Regions from separate parts of the Mus musculus genome. Here region 1 is linked to region 2. The links are chromatin contacts, called in public HiChIP or PLAC-seq maps. All regions are on one chromosome and are shown on one strand. Each heading gives the region's core, a stretch centred on a gene start, on an enhancer-like site or on the middle of the called end of the contact. The rest is flanking DNA. Distances are from core to core; before and after follow the strand shown.

Region 1 (6,569 bases), core at 2,577-5,076, 410 kb after region 2:
CACACTGCCGGCAGAGCTCAGAGACTCTGTAGAGAGGTCACAGCTGACCCCTGGAGTGTCATCATCAACTGTGTCCCAGGCTCACCTGGAAAGCTTTAAAGAAAAAAAGAGGCGAGGCCTGGGCCGTAGACTTGCTATCAGATAAAATGGCTCCCAGGTGGAGCTGGGACAAGGGTGTGGCTTGAAAGCTCCCACAAATGCATCCCACAAATGGGAAACCATTTTGCTGTAAGAGGTGAGATTTCTTGGGTCAGCAAGATTGATCACTCAGCGGATGAAGGTTTCTGGTGACAACCCATGTTCTACCCCCGGAACCCACATGCTGTAAGAACTAACTCTTGCAAGTTGTCCTCCGATATTACTGTTGAAAACAAGCACCACATGTAAAATAAATAAATAAATAAATAAATAAATAAATAAATGTAATCTTTAAAGCTTTAAAGGTTGCCTTCTGGGCAGGAGGAACTTCAGGTGCCTGTGATGTGTGTCACATCCTGGTTTAATGCCTGGTTCATAATGAGAGCATGTTCTTTCCACTTTCTGTCTTTGTATAGAGATCTTTCTGAGTTGAGAGGTTTGTTTTTAATTATATTCCTTTAGTGCTCAAAGAATCACCTCTACCCAGACTGACCTCTTGAAGTTAATGTTAAGCCAGCTACAGCTTCAACTAAAATGTTAATTGTGATTTATCCAGGACCAGGGAAGGGCATGCCCCGACTCACTTTAAGAAGAAACCTGGATTTCAGAAAGTGGCTGAATGACAGTCTCCATTGCACACACTACAAAAATCATTAAAAAAAAAAATTTTTTTTTAATTAAAATTCAGGCCAGGAGAAGTCTCTTGCAGATAACAGGGCTCAGGTCCTGCCCTGAGCTGGCTGACCTGACCTTTCCCATACAAGGTTCCCTATGCCAAGACAGCTGGCAACCAGGGCTGCCTCTGGGTAACACCTGTAAGGCAGGACTAGAGCCTTTTTCTGCTCCAGTGTCAGTCCAGCCCCAGGCAATGGAATGAATAGATACTTTTTAAACTATCCTCTTTCCATTCAAAGTCAAAGTAAATTCTATCTCAACTTTTAATTTGTTTCCTTTGGACGCATTTGTTGAGCCAAGAGTACTGGCTCAGACAATGGTTGCTCTGTTTGCACCACGCTACTGAAACTGCCCTAGCAGGAGAAAACAGACATCTTCATGATCCTAGAATTCACAGAAGCCTGAGTCGGAAACTCCACGGGTAGCCCTGCCCCTTCCTCAGCACAAACCTGTTTCCCCTACAGCCCTATGGCAGCGCCAGCCTTTTATCTCTGAGTTCAGGCATATCTATTACTCCTAAGAGGATAGGGCTGTCACAAGCATCCTTGAGAGGGACCACTCTCAAATGCCTTAGCTCCTAGATGAAGATGAGTCTAAGTTGAGTCTGATGGACCTGGCCCTGGACCTTGGGTTGTAGTGAATTATTACTGAGCACTAATGGGAATCTACCTTTACCCCATCCTCAGCAGTATTACCAGAACAAGACATTAGCCCAACAGGAAACAGTTTGGGAAACAACCTAATAGAACGCACATCTAAACGTCTTCTGTGCCCAGTTTGATAACTGGGTTCTCTGGTGCCCCAAGTGCCCCTCACACACATGCCTTATGCTATGAGGTGGACGGTTCTGTAGAATCTGTACTGGATTTCAAGTTCCCAAACGATGCTGTCTTTCCCAGCCCTGGAACCCTCTTTGAGGTACGTCCTGAACAGAATCCCTCAGCCACCCACTAAACAAGGCTCTGGCTTCTTACTGGACTATGTGGCAAGGCAAAGTTCAGGTTCTCAAACCTTACCCTCCTCACCCCCCAGAACGCTGGTGTTCCAACGCTGAAATCAAAGTATGCTACTATCCTGGTCTCAAGCTGCCTGCACTGCCTTCATGTCAGTGTAAACCTCTAACACCAAGTACTGTTGCTTCCACTGTAAAGTCAGCCTTGGAGGTCAGGGGTCGGGGGTGGGGTGGTTCCAGAAGCCCCAGCAGACACAAACATCTGCAGAGGATCAAATCTCTTATATGAAATGGCACCATGCTTAGCGACCCCACAATCATCCCCTCATATACTCTAATCATCCTAGATTACTTATTAATATTTAATACAGCATAAATTATAGGTAAATAGTTAACAGTTGTTACACTGCATGGCTTAGGGAAAATGGACCTATACCAGATGATAATATTTTTCAAACACTTCCACCCCCGAGGCTGAGACTCATGTAGCCCAGGCTGTCCCTGAACTCCTGGTCCTCCTGCCTCTACACCTTCTAAGTGCTGGGATTATAGATGTGCACCACCATGTCTGTTGTTATTGTTATTGTTTCATTCTCAAATATTTTGATCTGCAATTGGTAAACTATCACGGCTAAAGAACACACGGGACCAACTAATCTAAGATGATTTAATTTCTCAGCAAATAATACATATTTCTGCAAATACTTCATGTGACCCAGGAAAAAAAAGTGATGGTCTGGTGGCACAACCAACAACACCTGGAGAGACACAAACTTCTGCTCACAAGGCAGCTGCCTGGAGCCCAGCCTCCTGAGGCCATCTCCCTTGCCCCTGCAATGGAATGCTCTAGTCTTTTAGCAGCAAGCTTTGGGGACCATCAACGCAATGGAGGCCTTGATTCCTACATAGTGCAGAAAAACAAATGAATATACACACAAAACTTTTTTTAACCAAGTCAGTGCACAGTATGTTGCTTAACAATGTGTCAAAACTGTTGGCATTTAGTCTAGGCTCCGCCCCATAGTTACCTGGCAACAGGCAGGTATGCCTGACTCACTATAAAAGGGGATGCCTGCCCCTTCCTCCTCCCTCTCTTGCCCTTGCTCCCTCACCCTCTTCCCCCTCTTTCTCTCTCAGCAAGCTCATGGCTGGCCTCTACTCTTCCCCTCCCCTCCTCTCTTCCTCTCTTTTTGCCTTTCTCTCAACTCCCCTCCCCATGCCCTGAATAACCTCTATTCTATACTTTACTGACCTGTGGCTGGTACCTCAGAGGGGGAAGGGATACCTCAGCATGGGCCCACAGAGGCATCCCCTTCCTCCACACCATACCTCACCTCCACCAAACATCTCCCTTATCTTTTTACAAAACACAACAACAGTTTACATACATAACTGGCATTTAATAACAGAAAAGGTCGCATTCTCCAGACTTCCACTGGGAGCCTTCAGATCCCCTACTCAAGCTAAAAGAATCCCTCTCAAGTTCAGATTTCCTAGGTATCCTTGAGTCACATGTGGACCTCGCTAGCCTCCAACCCCCTGGTGTAGCTTCTGAGTAGACACGCACCACCATACCCTGCTTATACGATACTAGGGATCAAACTCAGGGCTTGATCCACACGAGACAAGCACTTTACCAACTGAGCCGGCAGCCCCAGCTCCTGCATTTTAATGTTTAAAGCCTAATACCCACCTGTACCTGTGGACCTTGGAAACAGCCTATCAGTCGGTTCCCAACTTTGAAAACAAACATCCTGTCACTTCCAGGACAGAGGTCTCCATTGTCCTATGCACCCCCAGGCCACTCCAGCCAGTGCCTGAGGCAAAGAAAAACACAGCCTGATAGCATCCCCAACAATAGGAATTCGGGGTTTGTTTTTTTTTTCCTTCCCTGATCTTTAGCCCTGTGCACAAAGGTGGACTAGCAAATAAAACCAGCAGATTAAAATATTCTATTTCACAGGGGGGTAAAAAAAAAAGTCTTCACTGAGTTAGCTCTAAAGGGAGGAGGGGCCAGGCTAGTACATCTGGATCCAATCACTGAGATTTTACATTCTTGGTATCTTCCATCCCAGACGAAGGCGGAAGAGCACAAGGAACTGTTGCACACGGGACTAATTACCATCTCTGGTTCCTGATCAGACTTGTCCCTAACTTGAAATGTGACCTTGAGCGGGGCCTGACCTCACAAGAGCTCAGTTTTCTGAGCATATTCCAGGCCAGGGCGCCAGGGCTAATGAGTAACATGATTCAAGTGTTGATGAATTTATAATGGCCTTCCCATTTCCACTTGATTGTATCTGCAAAGCCTTGGAATCTCCTGAGGAGACGGAGGACGGATGGTTCATCTCTGGCTGGCACTCTGGCTCCCTGTCCTCTTCCCAGCCTGGCTGTCCCTCCACTTGCCTGGCTCAGCCTCTCAGAGCAGAGGCTGAGAGGAGAAATGGTCCCCCAGGAGAGCTTCCCAAATTGGCACTGAGCTCCCACGACCAATGTCCCGCACAGCAGGCCTCTGGCTCCTCAATACATTTCTAATTGTCTTTTCGGAAAAGCGCATAGATACTTATTTGGTGCCATTTGGCAAGTGTCTCCCAGGATAATTCCTCTGACATCGTGCTGGAGAATGGGGATTTAAAAGTCTGGAGAAACATTAGAAAACGGGTACCCTGGCTAATCCTGTCCTTGGATAGGAATAAAACAGCGCTTTCAGGGACTCTGATAGGATGCAAACCCCCAAGGAGCTCCTGAGATCCAAATCAGCTGACTTTTACATTACATTGAAGCCTTTTCCCCCTCAGCAAGAAGGCAGCTGAACAGTCAATGGATACTAAGGAAGACAGGATACTGGGGTGGCCCCAGCCAAGCAAAGGCGCTCTTACTCCCAGCCACCATTCTTCCAGGAACAACCCTGACAGGAAGGCAGTGAGACAGAGATGATGGGAGATGGTGAAAATGATGCACAGATGGAAATGAGAATAGATGGAATGCGATGGGAATGGTACTGATGGGGATGGAGATGGGAATGGGGAGAGGGAGGGGGGCGAGGATGGGGATGATGGGGATAAAGATGAATTTAGGGAAGGGGAAGAGATGATATGAGGATGGGGATGAAGACAGGGGAAGAGAAGGGAGGGAGATGGATCTTAAGAGTCAATAACCAACCAACCACAAGGTCAGGACTGAGCAGAACAGAAACTGAGTCTACACCTCTAGCCCCCACCATCCCTTTCAGGTGTTCAGAATGGGGCTCATCACACAGATCACCTCCCGCCCCTCATCCTAATGTGAAATGCTGACAGGTGTCCCTGCCTTCCAGGCAAGCCTCCCCTAAGTTGCCGCTGTGCCAAGTTCACCTCAGCTTCTGATTACATGGTGTGTCCTGCATCCGTAGATATAGGTGGAACCCGAGTTCCTCAACACTGAGTTCCGGGGTGGTGTTGATGTTACCAGGACACTGATCAACCCTGAAGAGTAAGGACAGAGCCTCATAATACAACCCTAGTAGGAATCACATGGAGTAAGCATTAAGGACATCTGACGAGCCAAGAGTGATGGATTGGATCAGTACCAATGTGAGTTACACAAGCAGGCTTGTTTTGATCCCTTCCCATCTGCATTTAAAGGTCCCTCACTGGAGAGGGCCAGGGTCTGCTTTACATTTTTCATTTTAGTTAACTAAAGTTTTATCTTTTTTTTGGGGGGGGGGGGGCAGCCTCACGTAGCCCAGGCTGGCCTCAAACAGACTGTATAACTGGGAATGGCCTTGAACTCTCCCACTTCCACGTGAGTACAGAAGCAAGCATATGACATCATGCTGGAGCACAAAGCCAGGGCTTCTTGCATGCTAGGCAAGCACCTTACCAACTGAGCTACACTTCCAGCCCCCTCAGTTAACTCAAATGCTAATTAATCCCCTTTGCCGTGGGGGCCCCACAGAGCATATTAGGAAAATGAACTAATCTTCAGGTTGCCTGATCCTGGCACCCCTGGGAAACAATCCTCTGTCAGGACCTAGAGAAGGACTGACTGTTCAGTAACACATTATTAAATGACCAGAGACTGTAGCTGAGCCTTGTGGATGAAAACCTCACCTCAGACCTCAACCTCCTTAACCAAGGAGCAAAACCAACTAGCACGGCCCTCAAACACATCTCCTTGATGTTCCTAACATAGTCCAAACTAGAGGAGAAAAAGAAAAGACACCAACTTCCTGGTATATGATTGGCTGAGGCACAAACACAACCATAGATTAACTTGCTCACTCTACAGAATTACAAATATTTAGCATATACTCAGAAGTATGCGAGTATGGCATCCATTCCCTCCTTGTACCAACTACTTACACAGCACAGGGTTGATGTACCCACCTTCTTGATAAGCACACTGAGGCTTATAACAAGCAGGTGACATAATGGTAGCCACTATGTAGTAGGTTTTCACATTAACATCAATGTGCTGCCCCTTTACAACATGTATCCCTTTGGGGTTATTTTACCACCTCTGTGCATGTGCATTCAAGGGCTTAAGAAACCAGTGACTGCCGGGCAGTGGTGGTGCATGCCTTTAATCCCAGCACTTGGGAGGCAGAGGCAGGCGGATTTCTAAGTTCGAGGCCAGCCTGGTCTACAGAGTGAGTTCCAGGACAGACAGGGCTACACAGAGAGACCATCTGGGGAGGGGGGGGGGGAGGAAGGAAAGAAGGAAGGATAGAAAGGAAGGGAGAAAGAAAGAAAGAAAGAAAGAAAGAAAGAAAGAAAGAGAGAGAGAGAGAGGGGAAGGAAGGAAGGAAGGAAGGAAGGAAGGA
Region 2 (6,951 bases), core at 184-2,683:
CACCAGAAATCTCATTTGCCAGGGCGAGGCGGGGGAGCGCAGACTAAACCCCCGTGAACAACCCTAACAGAGCCTGTTTCCACTTTATCAGATTATAATTCCTTCTCCAGAATCACCTTGCTTATCTATCTCATCTATCAAAGGAGATTAAAGTGGCAGTGAGGGGCTTCTAGGCAGTCTTTTGATTTGTAACTTGAAAGTCACCCAAGTGATGTATAGGCTCATGCTAAGACACTTAACTCATTCCCACGAGGAGCCTATGCCCACCCTGGGCAGATCTTCCTTCCAAGCCCCACCCCGACCCCACACAGGTTTTTGTCTTCCTCATTTTTCTGAGCATCTCTCTTGTCTCTCACACTTCAGCCTACAATAAATAGCCTCCATAAGTTCTTCAGCTTCTCTTCATCGTAAACCAATTGATTTTGAAATTCTTTTGAGTATTGAAGCTGTCTGAGTCCAGGTCCATGAAAGTCTGGGGGAACTTCTCAGGCTGTTGATGGTGGCAGCACACAGCTATGTCTCTGTCCCCTCCCCACTGACATGCAGTCGAGCTCCCTGGTTATAGATACACATTCTGACGCAGGCTGCCTGGGTTCTATTATTTATCAGCTGCACAGACTCAGGGAAAGAGTTAGTGCCTACACTGCAGGGATCAATGTGCCAGCATTTAAAAATATGCTTAAGACTGCAGCTGGGATATTATATGCTCACCATGAATGTTAGCTGTGAAGATAGAAATTGTATTTTAAAATTATCTAGTAGAAGGCTAGTGAAATGGCCAGTGGGTAGAAGGGACTTGTCACCAATCTTGACCTGAGTTTAATCCCATTGTTGGGAAGAGAACCAGTTCATGCAAATTGTCCTCCAACTGCCACATACATGCCATAGCATGTGACACATACTAAATAAATAACATGTAAAAAAACAATATCACCCTAGCAGACTGAGCCTGGAATTCATTCTTCAAAGGACTGCTAGCTATCAAACACCAATGCTGCACGTCTTCCATAATTCCAAGAGCAATTATAAAACGGGTCTGGTTACAGGAAAACAAAAGTTCTGAGGACTGAGACGGCGGCCCAAGGTTGCCCAGTCAGAACTTGCACCAGGTCTCACAGGGAGCTGTGACACAGAAGCAGAAGAACAACTACCCTACCATTCCAAGGGCTTGACTTCCCCATATAGCAGTCCAAGGCTCCCCTCCCTTCAGTCCCAAGATGCCCCACCCTCACCCCAACGAACAACTCTTCTAGTTCAAACAGGGATGGAAGCACCCCGCCCTAGGGGCAGAAGCCTAGCATTTCTTCTCTCTCCCATACCTTCAGCTTAGGGGTCCTCAGGTCAAGGCTGATGCCTCCAGACAAAATAGCTAGGGATTTCCATCCCAGTGAAGAACAGAAAACACACATCACACGCCCCACATGCCCCAAATTCCAGACATTCCTCAGATGCTTGGCTTTGTAGGTGACAGACATCTGGAGCTTACTCAGGCTTACTTACATAGCAGGAAGCAGGAAAACCTGTGCCCCCAAGTCCAGGAGAGGCTGGGACCCTTGCTGTCTGCTGCTTCTGCTGTCTGCCCTGAGCCTGTTGACAGTTCTCATACCCACCAAGAAACCCCTATTCTTGAACCCAGGTTACTACCAACATCTCATTGGAAATGTGCACAGAATGCTGGAGAGATGGCTCTGTGGTTAAGAGCAGGCACTGCTTTTACAGGGGACCTCAGTTCAGTTCCCCAAACCCACATTGGGTGGCTTAAAAACGACCTGTGACTCCAGATCCAGGGGATCCTATTCCTCTGAGCTCCATGGGTGCCCGTGCGTGCGTGTGCGTGCACACCCACCTACCCACCCACATACATAAACACACACATACCTAATTAAAAAAATAAAATAAATCTTAAAAAAAAAAAAAGGAAGTCCTCTAAACATTGAAGACCTACTATGAGTCTGGCAGCATTTACTAGGAGCACAAGTATCTCTTAGAAGTAAGGCTTTCTTTGTTTGCATTTCCTGTTGTTTGTTTGTTTGGAGTATGTGTGTGTGTTCATGTTATAGTGCTTGTGGAGGTCAGAGGACAACTTTTCTGGAGACCTTGTTAGCAATCAGGTATCTCTACTAGCTGTCTTCAGGGACCTAGTGACAGTGGGTTATGTCATCACTAGTTGAGAAAGTATGACACATTCCTACTGTCACCACCAGTCACATATCCTCCTTATATGTGCATGTGATATATTCCCTTATAAAAAGCCAGTGACACCTTTCCCGCCCTCTCTCCCTTCCACACTCACTCAGAGGTAGTCTCGGTGTGCCCCTCCCCCCAGTAACACCCCCCCCCCCAAGTCTGTTGCATGGTGCAACTTTGTTGCTTAAATCATAACAGTTCTCACCTCCCACTGTGTGCTGGGATCAAACTTGAATTGTCAGGCTTGCTCAGCAAGTGTTATGTGCTGAGTCATCTCACTGGCTATGTAAGCGCGCGCGCGCGCGTGTGTGTGTGTGTGTGTGTGTGTGTGTGTGTGTGTGTGTGTGTATGTATGTGTGTACATGTGTACATGTGTGCTTATGCATATAAAGCTCAGAGGTCAGGATTGATGTCTTCTTTGGTTGCTCTCTACTTTCATTTTTTTTCAGACAGGCTTTCACTAAAAGTGGAGCTCACTGATTGGCTAGACTAGGTTAGTAAGCCCTGATGACTTCTAGTCATCCCCACCCGCCCCACAACAGGGATCACAGATGTGTGTTCTTACAGGAATACTAGGATCCAAGCTCAGGTTCTCATGCTTGCTTGACAAGTACTTTAACCACTGAGTCAAATGGTCCCACCTTCAAGATTGCTTTCCTGTAAAGAGGAACAAAACTTTGCCTAGTACTTCATGTGTAGACAAATGCAGGCCTTTCCCTATATGGCTGGCTAGTCTCTGAGATAGAAACCATTGTGGGCTGGCTTAAATATTGCAGGAATGGACTTGAGTAGCCTGGAAGAATGGAGGTGAGACTGGAGTTCCCCGAGAAGCCCCACCCGTGTGAGAGGTCTTGCAGACTTCCTGATTGGAGAGCAGTATGTTGCAGATCAGGAACTAAGTTATATCTTGAGTTGTCTCTACTTTTCAGAATAGCCATTGTCTACTAACCACTGTATCTGACCTAACACTTCTGTGACTATTAGGTAAAACTGATACTGAGGAAATTGGGGTCCCTTCTTGTGGTTCTTGATCTCATTAATGAAAGAATTTCAGAACGAACCCAACTTTAAGGACAATTGTACTGGAGTCTAAAAGACACCCGCCAGGGCAGGCTGCTGTGAACCTCAGCAGCTGACAGAGAAGGAGGATAGAGCGGAGAAGCCATGCCATGTAAGCTGGCAGGGAGGTTGGACATATAAGAAGTGACATAGGAATGGCCTCCACGGGCTCATAGATTTGAATGCTTGGTCACTAGAGATTGGCATTGCTTGAGAGGGATTAGAAGGTGTGGCCTTGTTGGAGGAAGTGTGGGACTTCAAGAGCTCAAGCCAAATCTAGTGTCCCTTTCTTCCTGCTGCCTATGAATGAATCCAGATGTAGAACTCTCAACTTTCCTAGTACCATGTCTGCTCTCATGTCTCCATGCTTCCACTAGGACCACATAAACCTCCGAAACTGTAAGCAAGCTCTAGTGAAGTGCTTTCTTTTATAAGAAAGGTACATTCCCATGATATCTTAGGGTTTCTATTGCTGTAAAGAGACACCATGATTATGGCATCTCTTATAAAGGGCAACATTTAGCACACTCCACAAGCCACACCTATTCCAACAAGACCACACCTCCTAATAGTCCCACTCCCTCCTTAGGAGCCTATGGGGGCCATTTCCATTCAAACCATCACCACGCTCATGGCCTGTTTTCACACCAATAGAACACTTACTAAGACAGGAAACAAACAACCCACAGTGGGAAGGGAGCTTGGAAGAAAGAGTAAGAAAGCCCCAAGTATTGGGGAAACCCAAGCTATGAAGGAAAACATTGTTAGAAAAGGATTTTTTTTTTTTTAAAGAAGAAGAGAAGTTACAGTTTTCTAAATGATTCAGACTTGGAAAGCTGCATGACTTTGGCCTGGTAAGCTACCACATTGGAATGTGAGAGGTAGTGGTGGTGGTAGCTTGGAATTCTGGGAAGGAAAAGTACAGTATCTCATTACAGGGATAATTATTGCACCTGTCGATAGCATAGCTTGAGGCAAACACTCCTTCCTGGTGGCGGTATCTTAGTCAAATGACTTACAACCACCTTCATTTTGTGACTACTACTTGCACAGTGGAACATGACATTCAGGGTGGCCTGGATCTGTGTTCCTGGGCCATGGTTGCTCACGCGTGGTTCAGAATAAGGTACCTCTCACTTCCTGTTGTGACTTTTCCTGGAGAGACTTGATCATGTTAGACACGGATTACCTAGTCATACTGTAACACTCCCTTTGGAGCAAGAGGTGTGTCTTTTTACCCACAGTTGTTAGACAAGCTGGTTAATGAGGTCACTACAGATTTGGAGTCCTGACTGTTTTCCCTCTGCCATCTTCGGGATAGACTCAATCCTGAGGCTAAAGCTGGAACTTCCATTCATCACTGCTGTGGGAGAGAGTCCAACACCGCCAGCAGATATTTCTTCTCCCCTCAGAAGAACCAGGGTGTACGTAAAGTCCACAGCCAAACACCCACCAGTAGGAGGAACGAGACCTTCCTTGACCCAGAGCACCTGTAGCTTCCAGTCAACTCCCCAGTTAGCACTGCTCCATTTTGAAAGGAACTGGGGAGTTAAGTAGAACTCTTCATCATGGATTCCTAGCGGTCTTGAAAGCAACTTGCTCAAAGTCACTTCTCTGAAGCCCAAAGCTCTTACGTGTTCTTTTTGCTTCCTTCCTTTGTCTCCAGACATTGAAGGAAGAAAGCCTGAGGTGTTGAACTGCAAGTGCCTATGGCCCAGGTGCCTGCACGGTTTATTAAAGAAACCTTTCTCTCTGTCTCCCCGTTTTTCTTCTAGACGGCCCTTTGTGGGTCCAGGCCATGAGCACCGTCTTCTAGGGACCAGGTCACACCATCAGAAGTCTTTTCTCTATTTCAGTAACAACTTTCTTTGGGTTGGATCCTGTACTGGCTATTTTTTTATGTCAGCTTGACACAAGCTAGGCTCACTGGGAAGAAAGAATCTTAAGTGAGAAAATACTTTCATATGATTGGTCCATAGGGAAGACTTATAGGGCATTTCTTGATATATAATTGATGGAGGAGGGCTTAGCTCACTGTGGGCACTGCCATCCTAAGCTAGTAATCCAGAACACTATAAGAAAGCAGGCCGAACAAGCCACGGGGAGCAAGCCAGTAGCAGCTCTCCTCCATGGCCTCTGCTTCAGCTCCTGACTCTAGATTCCTTTCCTGAGTTTCTGCCCTGACTTCTTGATGATGAACTGTGATCCAGAAGTGAAAGGGAAAGAACTCTTTGCTCCCTAATTTGCTGTTGGTCATAGTGTTTAGTTACAGCCATAGGAACATTAATAGACCCTAGCTTCCAGCTTTGTCAGTGGTGAGAGTTGACAAAGAGGTGCCAGTATATTAAGGATCAAATTGTGTTTCTTCGAAGCTGTGTTCGGAAGGGACTCCTAGCAAAGCACTCTTTGGAGGAGCTGTTTTGGACAGCTAGGGTGGGGCTGTATAGGTGAATAAGGAAGACAAGACAGCTGTGGTGGGCAGTAACTGTTTACGCACAGTCTTATGTTGCGTGTTCAAAGTTCAAACCAGAGGGCCCTCAAACACTGGTCACCAACAAACTAAATCCATCCTGTCTAAGCCATTTCATAGCTTTGGAAGCTGGTGAGGTTACATGCAACACGATGTGACCCCTGCCTGTGGCCTAGAAGAGGCTATCTCAAAGATGAAACATAGGCAGGTAATAATTCTAGTGATATTTTAGAGTAGGACTCTGATGAATTCAAGGTGTGGTTGCAAAAGCATTTGTCCCTAGATCATACAATAATTAAAACAACACCAACCAAAAAATCCCCAAGGATAAAAATACTGGTGTGATAGCATGGATTCCACGGTCTCTGGAGATATTGGACACACACAGATGTCTTCAAGCCCTCAAGAAGTTCCAGAGACACACAAAGATATTCACCTACACTTTGCTTCTTAAATTTTTCCTAGAAACTTTTTTCCCTCCAGAGAGACAGGGACACTCTACTAATGTCCCATGGAACCACACTGCCCCCTGTGGAACAGCCTGGTGCTGGCCAACTGTGCTGCTGGCTGCAAACATGGCTACCTTCTAAGACATGGGGCAGGGCTGTCCTGACAAGTCAAGCCTGCATGTCTGAAGATCGTGGGGCAAAGTTGCACTGGTGCGAGATCCCCTGCGCGTCTCTCTTCTCCCCTTTGGGATGAAGCTCCACACTCTACATTTTAGCACTGTCAATCTCCGTTTCTACACTTTACAGTTTTAGCCTTTTATGATTTTTCTCTCCTCCCCCTCCCCACAGCTCCAAACATCCTCCACTGCTGCTAAAAGCTCGACCTTGGCCAATTGCTTCCCTGGCTGCCTTTGATGGGCAGCTCCAGCCATCTCCTGGGCAGCTTGAGTTCCTGTCCCTCTCTGAAACTCTGGGTCCTTCTAGCAAGTGGAAGTGGGACTGACTTCTCCAGAGCCTAAGGTCTTGGAGGAAAGTAATGTTTTCTACAGACCCGGGTGCTGAAGTAACGACAGCCCTCCGTCTTCCTTCCTGCTTCTCTAACGATCCCTATAACATCAGAGTGCTGGGAGCACAGAGCCACCAGCTTTGCTCTGGATCTCTTTACACCTTGGGTCACCCAAGCCCCACACGCCTATGGAAGAGGATCAGCCTTCTGATGAAACCTGGAGCATTTCTGCAGCACAGTTCGGAGCAGAGGAGAACCAAACTTCCTTTTCCAAGCTGTAG

What was found. HiChIP or PLAC-seq counts read pairs in DNA pulled down with a chosen protein or histone mark.
Region 1: an H3K27ac HiChIP or PLAC-seq map of embryonic stem cells shows a contact between it and region 2, with 9 read pairs. The contact joins two enhancer-like sites. A contact is called at or near these places in 4 of 115 datasets of contacts at active chromatin or transcription factors (embryonic stem cells and epiblast stem cells).

Annotation. Positions count from the first base shown.
Region 1 is chr9:67,613,610-67,620,178 of GRCm38.p6, forward strand. It overlaps a transcript of Tln2 not described here. Among named protein-coding and RNA genes, the nearest start is that of Tln2, 57 kb to the left of the region's middle. Within about 2 kb of position 3,827, at least 44 of the 459 cell types and tissues checked have an H3K27ac peak or open chromatin away from gene starts, as enhancers often do. A contact at or near this core is called in embryonic stem cells, where this site is marked.
Region 2 is chr9:67,207,213-67,214,163 of GRCm38.p6, forward strand. No RefSeq gene overlaps it. Among named protein-coding and RNA genes, the nearest start is that of Mir190a, 26 kb to the right of the region's middle. Within about 2 kb of position 1,434, at least 85 of the 459 cell types and tissues checked have an H3K27ac peak or open chromatin away from gene starts, as enhancers often do. A contact at or near this core is called in embryonic stem cells, where this site is marked.